Regions from separate parts of the Zea mays genome. Here all the other regions are linked to region 3. The links are chromatin contacts, called in public Hi-C maps. All regions are on one chromosome and are shown on one strand. Each heading gives the region's core, a stretch centred on a gene start, on an enhancer-like site or on the middle of the called end of the contact. The rest is flanking DNA. Distances are from core to core; before and after follow the strand shown.

Region 1 (3,552 bases), core at 774-3,273, 210 kb after region 3:
GAAGGTACAGCCAACGGAGCTCCAGCAATCAGGTGTGCGTGTGCCCCCGATCTGTTCGCTCAACAACCGTGTCGATGTCGTTGTCGTGTGTCCCCTCTTGCCAGGGGCGAAGCCAGCATTTGAGATTGAGAGGGATAAATTAGATTGAGAGGGGCTGTTAAGAGGTATTTTACATTATTTATATGGTGATTAGCTAAAAAAATTAGTAGCTTCTATAAAATTTGTAGAAGATTAGGGGAGACATTGCCCCCCTGTGCCCCTCCCTAGAATCGCCCCTGCTGGCTCTTGCAATTAAGTCGTCTGACGACTCTTGGGCCAGAGCCTTAAAGTTCACCCGACAAATCAGAGCAAACTACAGCGCCGGTGCACGGTGGTTGACAGTAAACAAGGAGGACGGCAAGAGCAAGATTCACGCGGTGCGCGGGCAACAAATGAACAAACTGAACTTTCTGCTCAGACCACCACGTTGCAATTGCAAAGGACATGACAAATGGCTGCGATATGTTACGAACATACTCGCGAAATACTGCTACTAGCTCGCAACCATAACAAAAACATACGTAAAACCATATTGACCATGTTAGAAACGAGGTTGAATTTAACGAATTAAGAAAAGAAAATATACCCTGCAGAGCGGCTCAAACTTAGGTTCTGTTTGGTTCCTTTAGTTCAGATACTAAAATTTATATGTCTACATGGACCCGAATCACAAGAAACAAGTCGACGGAGAAGGGAGATGATTCTATGTATGTCTCTGTATCGGAGGCTGCTACATATTCAAGGGTGGTAATAACATAAGTTTTGGAAAGGTAAAATAATCTTTTCATAATATACCTCCTCCACACGCTATGTCACACTCACGGCTCGGCATCGGCGACGATGAACCACATGCATGCATACATACTTTAAGCTTCTCTTCAGTTTTTTTAATTGTTTTTTTTTAATATTTTTTAACACGATCGTTAGTGCGATTGCGATTTCTTTGTCCTGTGACAGGCTAAAAGGCTGCGGTCTCACAGCTGTTGAGGTGCTCGTCCAAATGCCAGGGAATTTTCTTGGCCCACTACGACTTTACTGACACGGAGACAGTGAGACACCTGAGTGTCTGACCGACAGAAGCCGCACGCGTGGACGGGCGGCACATGCTGATGCTGATCTGGAATTCTGGATCGCGATCCGTTCCCGTGTTAAAAAGTTTTGCACCCGCCAGTAGGACCTGTAGCCATCACCAGAGTCCAGGCCTCCATGGGAGTTAACGAACGGTAGCGGAACTGCGCAAACCGCAAGGAGACTGAAGAGTGAAGATGAGGCGCCGAGCGGGAAGCCGGACAAAGTGTGAAACGGCCAAGGAAGCAGAAACAGAAACAGAAACAGAGCGACGGTTCATTCATGAGCTTGCTTGCTCCTCGGCTGTCTGGCCGAAGTAAGCACAAAATGGGCTGTAGTTGGGCCACTTGACGCTTCGTCAGGAATATATGGGCTATTATGTTTCCTTATGTTGATCTGGGCTGTAGTTGGGCCACATGACTCTCCGTCAGAAAAAAATGTGCTATACACGTTTCCCATCACATATAAAAATGGTTGTCATTAGACCAAATAAAAATGGTTGAAATAAGACCAGTACCACATTTGAAGGACTCAGCACTGATGTTGAGTACTACTCTCTCTCATCCAAATTACATGTCGTTCTCTTTCTTGAGATACATAGATTTTATAATACATTTAGACATAAGACATACTCCTTCCGACCGAAAAAAATAATGCTATTACAATAGCATATTGAAATATCTCAAGTTTAACTAACTATACAAAAAAATACCAATAGTTAAGTATATTAAATTTATTAATATATTTTTTTATTTTATACCAGTCCTTTATAGGAGCAGAAAAAAGATTTACCTATAATTTGTTTTTAAAAAGTTTTTTAATACAAAAACAATTCATAACAGCTGGTAAAATTGTTAGCGAAGATTTATTGGGCCCGATTTAGGAGATACTCCCCCGGTTCTACTGGAGATAAACCGTTCGTCTAGCTTGGCTCGTCCCTGTCCGGTACCCTTCTCTCAAGCCGCGCAGTTGTCGAAGTCGAAACTATCCGCTGCTGTAGTAGAGATGCTCTCGATGCGGCCACCCAGCACCACCTTGTCGCGCCCCTTGATTTGGCCGAGACGGGGTCGCCTCGGGGGAGCCGCCGCGCCGCAATATGTTAGCGCCGCGGCACCGGCGCCCGCTCTGGAGCCAGCTGCGCCTCCGGAGAGCGTCTCCTTTCCGATTCTGGTACGCATTCCGCTGGTCGCCTCCAATGCACTGAGAACCTGTTCGATGAAACGCTGGCTCATTTTTTAGGGCGAGATTATTGGTCCAGTTGCTCTGCGCAATGGTTTCCACGTATCACCTACTCGTTCGGTGTAATGCCACAGCGGGGTTACCTGTTGTCCTAGGCCTCAGCCGGTGGCTTGGACAGTTGGACTGCCTTTTGGGGATCAAAGGGTTCAAATCATTTTAGGTTTGGATTCAGATTTTACTCTTTCCTGGGACAATTTAAATGGAGAAGCACACCGAGAAAATTGGAATTTTGCCATTATCAAACTTAGGATTCGTTAGAATGCCATTACGAGAACACGGTTCGTTAATACGCCATTCTCAAACACTGGCTTACAGATAAAATGCCATTTAGGGGGTTATTTGACAAAATATCGATTAATCGAACTGTTTTACCCCTAAACCAAAACTGTTGCAATCAATTTTGTTTTGTGCGGCTCGTTCTCTGTCTCATCTCTGCATCCTGACTGACGTTCTCTGTCTCATCTCTGCATCCTGACTGACGTTCTCTGTCTCCTCTTCTTTGCGTCCGTTCTCTGTCTCCTCTCTTGCATCTCGTGCTGCACATGTTGGGCGCTCAGCTGAGCCGATGTCATGGCCAGCATGTCATAGCAGGCGGTGCCCTCTCGTTTTCTGTCTGCAGCTGCAACAGCATCGCCGGTGAGCACCAGGACTGGATCCCGTCGCCACTGCGATCCGTCAGCTTCACCAGTGGCAACCAAGTATTTGTCAGGATCCAGATTGGGCTGACGAAGAGCGATCCTGGGAGCTCGCCGGCATCGCGGCCGGCCTCTCCTCCGATTCCGTCAGGATGCAGAGACGAGACAGTTTTGGTTTAGGGGTAAAACAGTCTGATCAATTGATATTTTGTCAAATAACCCCCTAAATGGCATTTTGTCTGTAAGCCTGTGTTTGAGAATGGCGTATTAACGAAGCGTGTTCTCATAATGGCATTCGAACGAATCCTAAATTTAATAATGGCAGAATTCCAATTTTCTCAAGCACACCACCATATGACCATATACTTAGCCTGGTTCCACAATGCACATACATGTGCTACCCTCTACACAAGCTAGATTTCTGGTTAGATGATGCATATTGGGGTAAAAGTATAGGTTGTTCATCAAATATGAAGCTGGCCCCCCTGGGCGCAAAGGTGTCTTTTTCTGCTATGGTGCATTCATCTATAATTCACATAAAGCAAGCGCAAAGCTGCAAATATTTATGAAT
Region 2 (3,762 bases), core at 429-2,928, 170 kb after region 3:
ACGCGGACTGCCGCAGCGCCAGGTTGTGCTCGGCGACACGGGTGATCTCCATGATCGCCATCGCGGAGTAGAACTGCAGCTCCGTTCCCGCGCTGCCGCCGCCGCCGCCCTCGAGGAGCCTGGCGAAGCAGAGGAGCGCGCGGGACTCTGTAATGCTCTTGCAGACTTCGACGTGGCCGCGCGCAAGCATCCACAGAGCCTTTGCCGCCATGGCCTTCATCTGCGCCTTGGTGGCCGGGTCCTCGGCCTCGCGCGATCCGCGGCCACTAGAACCGTTTGAGCTGAGGCTCAGCTGGGGTCTTGCACCCGGCGGCGTGACTCCATTCGTTGTCGTGTTGGTCGCCGCCATCGCGGATTGCACCACCGATTGCATCTGGTTCGCTCTTGCCCGCTGTTGGCCAGTAGAAGTTTCCAACGGGTTCGGCGGCACATTGGTTGAGGAACCAGGCTCGTCTTGGCGCACGCTTCGCGATTTGGCAAGCACAACGGAGTGAAGATTGTCGAGCGACGTCGTGGTCGCCGCTGCCGCAGTAACGGCGTTCCGGGAGCCGTTCACGCCGATGGAATACCTGCTATGCTCCTTGATGGTTCCGGAAGAGAGGTGAGTGACGAGATGCCTGACGGCGTTGCTCTGCGCGAACAGGTCCTGGCACTTGTGGCTGTGGCGCGCCAGCGACGCGATGGCGTCCGCGACCGCGGCCTGCACGCGCATCGGCGGCTCCTTGAGCGCAGCGGCGAAGACGGAGCACACCCCGGAGTGGAGGAGCTTGTCCAGGCTGTCCTCGTCGCGGCAGAGGAGGCCGAGCGCCGTGGCCGCGGCCTCCTGCCCGTCGTCGGTGCCTTCCTTGAGCAGCTTGACGAGGGGCGCGACGCCGTCCTCCTCGACGATGTACTTGGCGAAGTAGGAGTTGCCCCGGGCGAGGGAGGCGAGGGTGGCGGCCGCGTCGGCCCGCGCGGCGAGGCCGCCGGTGTGGAGGCGCGCGATGTTGTCCCAGACCATGCCGAGCACGGGCTCGTTCTGCGCGATGTTGGGGAGCCCCCGCAGGTCGCCGTCGTCGTCGCCGTCGTCGTCCTGCGGGGACGAGACGCGGATGAGCCAGGCGATGTCCTCGAGCGCGGTGTCGAGCAGGGCGAGAGTGCGCGGGAGCCCGGACACCGGGTTGAGCGTGAAGAAGCGGCGGAGGCGGGAGTGGCTCTGGAAGCAGCGCGCGGCCATGCCCGCGGCCTTGTGGAGCGCCCGCTCCGTGTCGGCCATGACGCGCGCGGCGGGGCGCTCGTACAGCTCCACCCGCGCCGCCTGCCGCAGGAGCTCGGCGAGCTTCATGGCGCGGGACCGTAGCTCCGTGCAGTCCGCCCTGAGGCACTGCCACCCCGCCTGCTGCGCTACCTGGTCCGCGAGCTGGATGGGCTTGGCCAGCATCGCCTTCGACCCCTCACCCATCCTCGTCGCTCGGGGTTGCAGGCGAATTTTGGGCGGAGAGCGTGCTGGGTCTGGTATCACCACCACGAACTGAACTTTAAATCGGGGGCTATAGCTCCCGCGGCGTTGGCACGGCGCCGAAGGGCAGATGGGCCAAGACGGCGGCAGAGAAATGCAGCCAGTAACGAACCGCCGCACGCCCAGCAAGGCCGGGGCGTCGGGCGCGTGGGTTCCTAAGCTGCTTGCTTGGCTTTGGTGTGGCCGCCGGTGTGCTGTGTTGTGGGCTGTGGCGTTGCCGTCTTAGGTTTCGTCGCTTGGCGAGCACGGATGAGGATGGAGGAGCGCTCGGGACAGGTGCGACCGGGTCGGTGGACCGGACGCGGTGGGTCAGGTCGGACGGGATGGCAGGCTGGCGATGGGCCCTCACGCACGGAGCCTTTACCGCGGGCGCGCTGTCCTCCTGATGTGGATGCTCGTGGACGTTGGTCCGCTGTTGCGTTCAACAGTTTAGCGCGGTGGTGTGGTGTGCTTTGCAGCTTCGGCTCTGGTTTTCTTTCTGGTCGCCTGCTTCCGCTTCGTTTCTCGCGACAAACTATAATTTGCGACTCCACGCCGCTGGTCTATGGCGCGCCATCGAACGCCGCGGAGACAGTATTTGCTCTTCCCCATGCCCTCACCCACCCAAGAAGCCCCCGACAGGTTGCCCGACGATGGATGGACGGGGCGTCGCTGGTTGCGATGGGTGGAGACGACGGTTGAACGAAGCAGTGGCAGAAAAAAAAAAGGTTATCGACGGGGGTTAAGCAGAGGCCACGAATTGGCGGCGGACGGTGCAGCGAAGTGGCACGTCACCGGCGGCCGAGAGCGGTGGTGCTGAAAATGCCGTTGGAGAAATCCCGTGCTCTCGCGACCACGCCGAGGGCGTGGCGTGAGGCGGCGGCAAGTTGTCAGCTGTCACGACACTACTACGATGACTCTGCTACCATCTGGTTTCTGCGGTTCCCCGTCATGCTGTGGCTTTTTAACTGATGTGTTTTCTGTTCATCGGCTCCAAATTTCGGCATGGGTGCCAATCAATTGATACGCCAATGCCATGACTCCTCTAGTCTAGTCCTCTGCAGTCTACACCATGCAGCTACATGCCAAGGGGTGTTCTGTCAGTCCAAATAAGACGCGACTGACCTGGTCCAACTGTCGACGTGGGCTGCGACCGACGAAAGTAGTCAGAATGCAGGTGCTGACTGCTAACTGGCGCTACGCGAGACTGGCCAGCGATCAAAACACACCACACGTGAGTAGAACCATATCCATATGCATGATTTCAAAACTATTGGAGAGTTCAATATGTTGTGCACAAAATTAGTTCCAAACTAAAGCTTTGTGAGAAGACCTACGACTAAGGGCATGTTTGGTTCCATGAGACTAAACTTTAGTCCCTCTTTTTTAGTCCTAAATTACCAAAAATAGGACTAAAGAGAGGGGAGGAAATCTGATTTATTCCATTTTATTTCATATATTTAGTAATTTAGGGACTAAAATAGACTAAAAGGGAGGGACTAAAGTTTAGTCCCATGAAACCAAACAATCCCTAAAGCAGAGAAAATTGAGACGGCATTGTCTTAGCTTGCCTCTCACACATATGGTCCTTTTAGTTACAATGTCGTCAAAGGGGCTTCACTGTTTCTTCTGAGTTTATTAAGTGGCTGTTTGTTTCAGCTTCTGGGCGGCTTCTGGCCGCCAGAAGCTGAAGCTGTATCCAAACGGCCAGCTTCTGAGGCGGCTTTTCATCGTAGCGCTTCGGATAGAAGCCGAACGCCCACAGTCCGCACGAAGCCGCCCTCACTTCGCTTCTAACGGAAGCCCCCGCCCACTTCGCTAGGGTTTAGGCGACGAAACGCGCCTCCGCCGCCGCCAACGAACCCGCCGCCGCTGCGCACCCAACGGACCGCCGCCAGGTCGATCTCTCCTCCCCGCAACAGGTACGACCCACTCCTCGGCGACCTCGTCCTTTCCTGTCCGTTAGTTTTCCTCCCCACTGCGACGTCAATCCCGTCTTCGCTAGGGTTCGTGCACCCTCGGCCGACCCTGCGAGTCGTCGAGAAGGAACCTTGATCCCCCGTCGTCGGAGGTACGTGAGCTCTTTCCTCCATCCGGCCCTCTCATTCTCCACCTTCGCCGCGGTGGGAGACTTGACCGTTTACTGTCCGTAGCGTTGGCTCACTCACACCGGCGACGTCGCTCCGTCTTCCTCTGGTTCCCCCCGTCGCGTCGGCATCTTCCGAGGTAGGCTGTTGGTCGCCTCGATCCGGAGGCAGTTACTACTTCAGTTCATATAAACGCTA
Region 3 (3,542 bases), core at 744-3,243:
GACATCAGAGAGAGCATTTTCACCAGGAGGGACATGAACAATGTGACTGCTATCACTGCTGTTAACAGCAGCGATCAATGCTTCCAGTTTCTCAGGCTTTTCATCATCAGATTCACCAAAGTCAACAATGTCAAGAGCAACATTGTTCTTTTTCAGCTTCTTCCCGATTGTCTCCAAAATTTTCTTGTCGTACTTCACAGGACTGATACACATGACGAGATTCATTAACCTAAATTCAAAGAGAATTAATAATTGTCATACAAGTTAACCCACCCAGGCCTACCTTCCGATGAATGCTATAATCCTCTGCTGCTGCCTCTTGTTCTGGCGATGCTTTAGCGCAAGCTGAGCAACCTGGATTGCCGCAGCCAAGTTTGCCTCAGCACCAACTTCCAACCCTATACAGCACATTGTTGTGCACCAACTGGTCAGGAAACTACAAGTACCATGATCTAACAACTTATGAGACAGCTTAAGCAGCTGCACTGAATCCCTAAACTAATTGGCGAAATTCGCCCAGCACAATAGTAAAGCAAAGATTTTGGGATCGATGTGAGCTTACCGTGCATACAGGCGAGAATCTTCCCGAGGTCGCTGGTGGGAGTGACAAGCACGCGGACGCCCTTCCCGGCCATCGTCATCACGCCTACTGTGTTCTCCGGGTTCGACTGCACCCACTCAACAACCAGAAGCAATCAGATCCGGAATCCCAGAAACCCTAGCCCACAGGAAACATCGAAAGTTCGATCGATTGAATAGGTGGATGGAGAGACCGCCGGTTGGCACCTGGGTCTTGGCACCGCATATGAGGTTGACGGCATCGGCCTGCGCCTGGAACCGCGACGGGGCGTAGTCGCCGTTCCGCATCCACTCCGAGTTGTCTATGCAGATCATCGTCGCCTGCAGGGGAAAGCCAATCGAGGGGAGGAGATTAGTTGGGGATCGAGTTCACGGAGCGAGAAACGGCAGCAGGGCGCATGTCGTACCTCGAGCACCATGTCGCCGCCGCTGTCAGGGAAGGGCTTGCGCTGGTTTGCGGAGCAAGAGAAGAGAAACAACTTGGGAAAGGCTCAGGTGAGCTCTCTCTCCTAGACGCCCGACCGCGAGAAATTCGCTTGATGCACAGTGGTAGCAGGTAACAGACCACCGAATGCGGGCCCTTTCGTAATTCAACTTAGCACAGCACTTTTGGGCCCAGTCCGTGAGAATGTGAGATCTATAGGCCCAAAAAACTCCTGGAAGCCCAACATGCGCGGCGGCTGCGCCTCTGGCGAGTGGCGACTGGCGATGTGAGCCGAGAGAACAGAGAAGCCGAGCTCGATCCGCCAAAGAAGGCGGCGTTATCGATCCCTGCAACTGCAAGCTCTAAGGTCCTGTTAGAGAACAAAGTTTTTGAAAACCACAGTTTTTAAAATACTATAATATACTTTAGCCATGATAATACCGTAGTTTACAATACCGCAGTTTTGAAAACTGAGGTCCAGACCTAAGTTTAGAATACCTTAGAGCATCTCCAACAACGTGACCTATAAAAATACCTTATAATTTAAAAATAAGTAAATTTTATATAATTTAGGGCACCAACAAAGCACCCCGCTCCAACAGTAAAGCCTCAAATCTAGATTATAGGGCAGCTCACTACGGTGTAGTATATTTGAGGCATTTGAGAGGATGCCCTATAGTTTTTTGACAAAATTTGTTGAATTGAGTCACTGTTGGAGTGATTTTTCCTGTGTAGAGCCCTATATTTCAATTTGAGGCACTAGTTTAAGGCATTGTTGGAGATGCTCTTAAGACAACTATAGTATTTGCAATACTTCAGTTTTGAAAACAGAGATTTTAGTCAGCTTGTCAAACACCATTCTGTATATAATACTGCAGTATTTGAGAATACTGCAGTATTTTTCCAAAACTGTGAAAAAACTTCACTCCCAAACACCCCCTAAATCCGAATGACCAAATCGAACTAGTCCTCAATATCTCTCAGGTGCTCGCCACGAACAAACGTGACGCATCTCGAGCTCCGAGCCTCCGATGGACTCTTCCTCTCCATCCCCATCGTCAGCGCCCAGTGGATCCCGTGCCGCCTCCAATGCCACCCAGCGGTGGAGCATCCTTCGCCGCGCGCTGCTTGCTCGTTCCTCCTCCGCGCGCGCCCTAGGTTCCGCCGATTCCTTCCCTTATTTACCCCATGCAACATTTGCGTCCGCTTTGTTTTGTCGTTCATTCGCATCCGCTTCATCTTCGTCCGTCGAGCGATTCAAGAAGACGGGAAGACGTGCCTGTATAACAAGGCAGAAGGCAGCTTGCTCCTGCAAACAAGGAAGGCCCAAACGCTGCTCCTTGTGTTGTGGATTTTAGTTCAAGGCGATTAGTTTTGTGTTGAGATTTGAGCTGTTGGCCCTCTACTACACAATTAGGGGATGTTTGGGGCTACTGATGATAATGGGAACATTGGCATTTTGAGCCATCCTTGACTTTTCAGTAACGGTGAAAGCAAAATCCGTGCAGTAGTGATCCATTTCAGCTTTTAGCTCCCGTGTTTTGTGCTTGAACAATTCTGATCAAATGGTTTTAAATGCTCAGGAATATATATCGTCGCATGTCATGTTGATAGGTTACTGGGTTAATGTTAAAGCCTTAAGGGAGTTACTGCAATCTGATTTGGACTGAATACCTTAGCTTCAATGTGATGTTTAGGATTATTGTTTGAATAGTATATACTTTTGGAAATTATGTTAGTGCACATTTAAAATTAGTGTTTACCATGAAAGTGTAGGTGTAGCATGCACATTTAACCAGCGAAATAGAGTAAAGTGCGCTGACGGTCCCTAAACTTGTTCAAGTGGGTGTCAAGTCGGTCCCTAAACTCTCATAATGGCCGATTAGGTCCCTAAACATTGTTTCGATGTCATTTTAGTCCAATCGGCCGAGAATACGACCTGGTTAGCTGACGTGGTCTTGCCACCGTGTCGTCCACGTCGCACGACATGATTGGAGCAGGACGCGGCAAGGACCAGGCGGCGGCCATGTGGCAAAGCCGTGCCACGTGGACAACACGGAGGCAAGGCCACGTCAGCTACCCAAGTCTTGTTCACAGCAGATTGGACTAAAATGACATCAAAATAATGTTTAGGGACCTAATCTGTCATTCTGACACACCTGAACAAGTTTAGGGGCCGCCATTGCACTTTACTCCAGCCAAATATCATTATAAATGTTAGACTGTGTGTGTGAGTGGATCAGCACCACCGTTGGGCTGCCGGCCCATTAGGGTTAGGGTTGTGAGTATTCTTACATGGCATCAGAGGATTAGGGTTATGTTTCTCCTCCCACCCCACAGCAACAGCCGCCACTACTCCTACCTGAGCCGCCCCCGCCCCCGGGAGGCTCCTCCCTCCCGGGGCGGCACCTGCACCCGGCGCGGCGCGGCCCTCACGGCCGTCGGCTCCCTCGTGGCCACCGCGCCTCCTCCTCCGTAGCCGCCGCCCCCGTAAACGCCCCCGCCGATGGATCTCCGGCCGCCGCCCCAGCTACCACCG

The links. A called contact is a pair of places that touch in the nucleus more often than the background predicts.
Region 1: a contact with region 3 is called in a Hi-C map of leaf, with 4 times the contacts expected there. The contact joins the promoter of LOC100272879 here to the promoter of LOC100273874 in region 3. A contact is called at or near these places in 7 of 25 Hi-C or Micro-C datasets (bundle sheath, ear, endosperm and 2 more).
Region 2: a contact with region 3 is called in a Hi-C map of leaf, with 6 times the contacts expected there. The contact joins the promoter of LOC100381961 here to the promoter of LOC100273874 in region 3. A contact is called at or near these places in 4 of 25 Hi-C or Micro-C datasets (leaf and tassel).

Annotation. Positions count from the first base shown.
Region 1 is chr9:149,104,156-149,107,707 of Zm-B73-REFERENCE-NAM-5.0, reverse strand. LOC100272879 (4-hydroxy-tetrahydrodipicolinate reductase 2 chloroplastic) reads left to right here and starts at 2,023. Exons shown (of 8, transcript NM_001147332.2): 1 at 2,023-2,277. The coding sequence starts at 2,113.
Region 2 is chr9:149,139,579-149,143,340 of Zm-B73-REFERENCE-NAM-5.0, reverse strand. It overlaps LOC100381961 (armadillo repeat only 1), which reads right to left and starts at 1,678. Exons shown (of 1, transcript NM_001323066.1): 1 at 1-1,678. The coding sequence starts at 1,441.
Region 3 is chr9:149,309,898-149,313,439 of Zm-B73-REFERENCE-NAM-5.0, reverse strand. LOC100273874 (S-adenosyl-L-methionine-dependent methyltransferase superfamily protein) reads left to right here and starts at 1,993. Exons shown (of 7, transcript NM_001360481.1): 1 at 1,993-2,161. The coding sequence starts at 2,035. It overlaps LOC100283637 (26S proteasome non-ATPase regulatory subunit 4), which reads right to left and starts at 1,090. Exons shown (of 11, transcript NM_001156538.1): 1 at 987-1,090; 2 at 787-900; 3 at 563-668; 4 at 284-398; 5 at 1-202. The coding sequence starts at 998.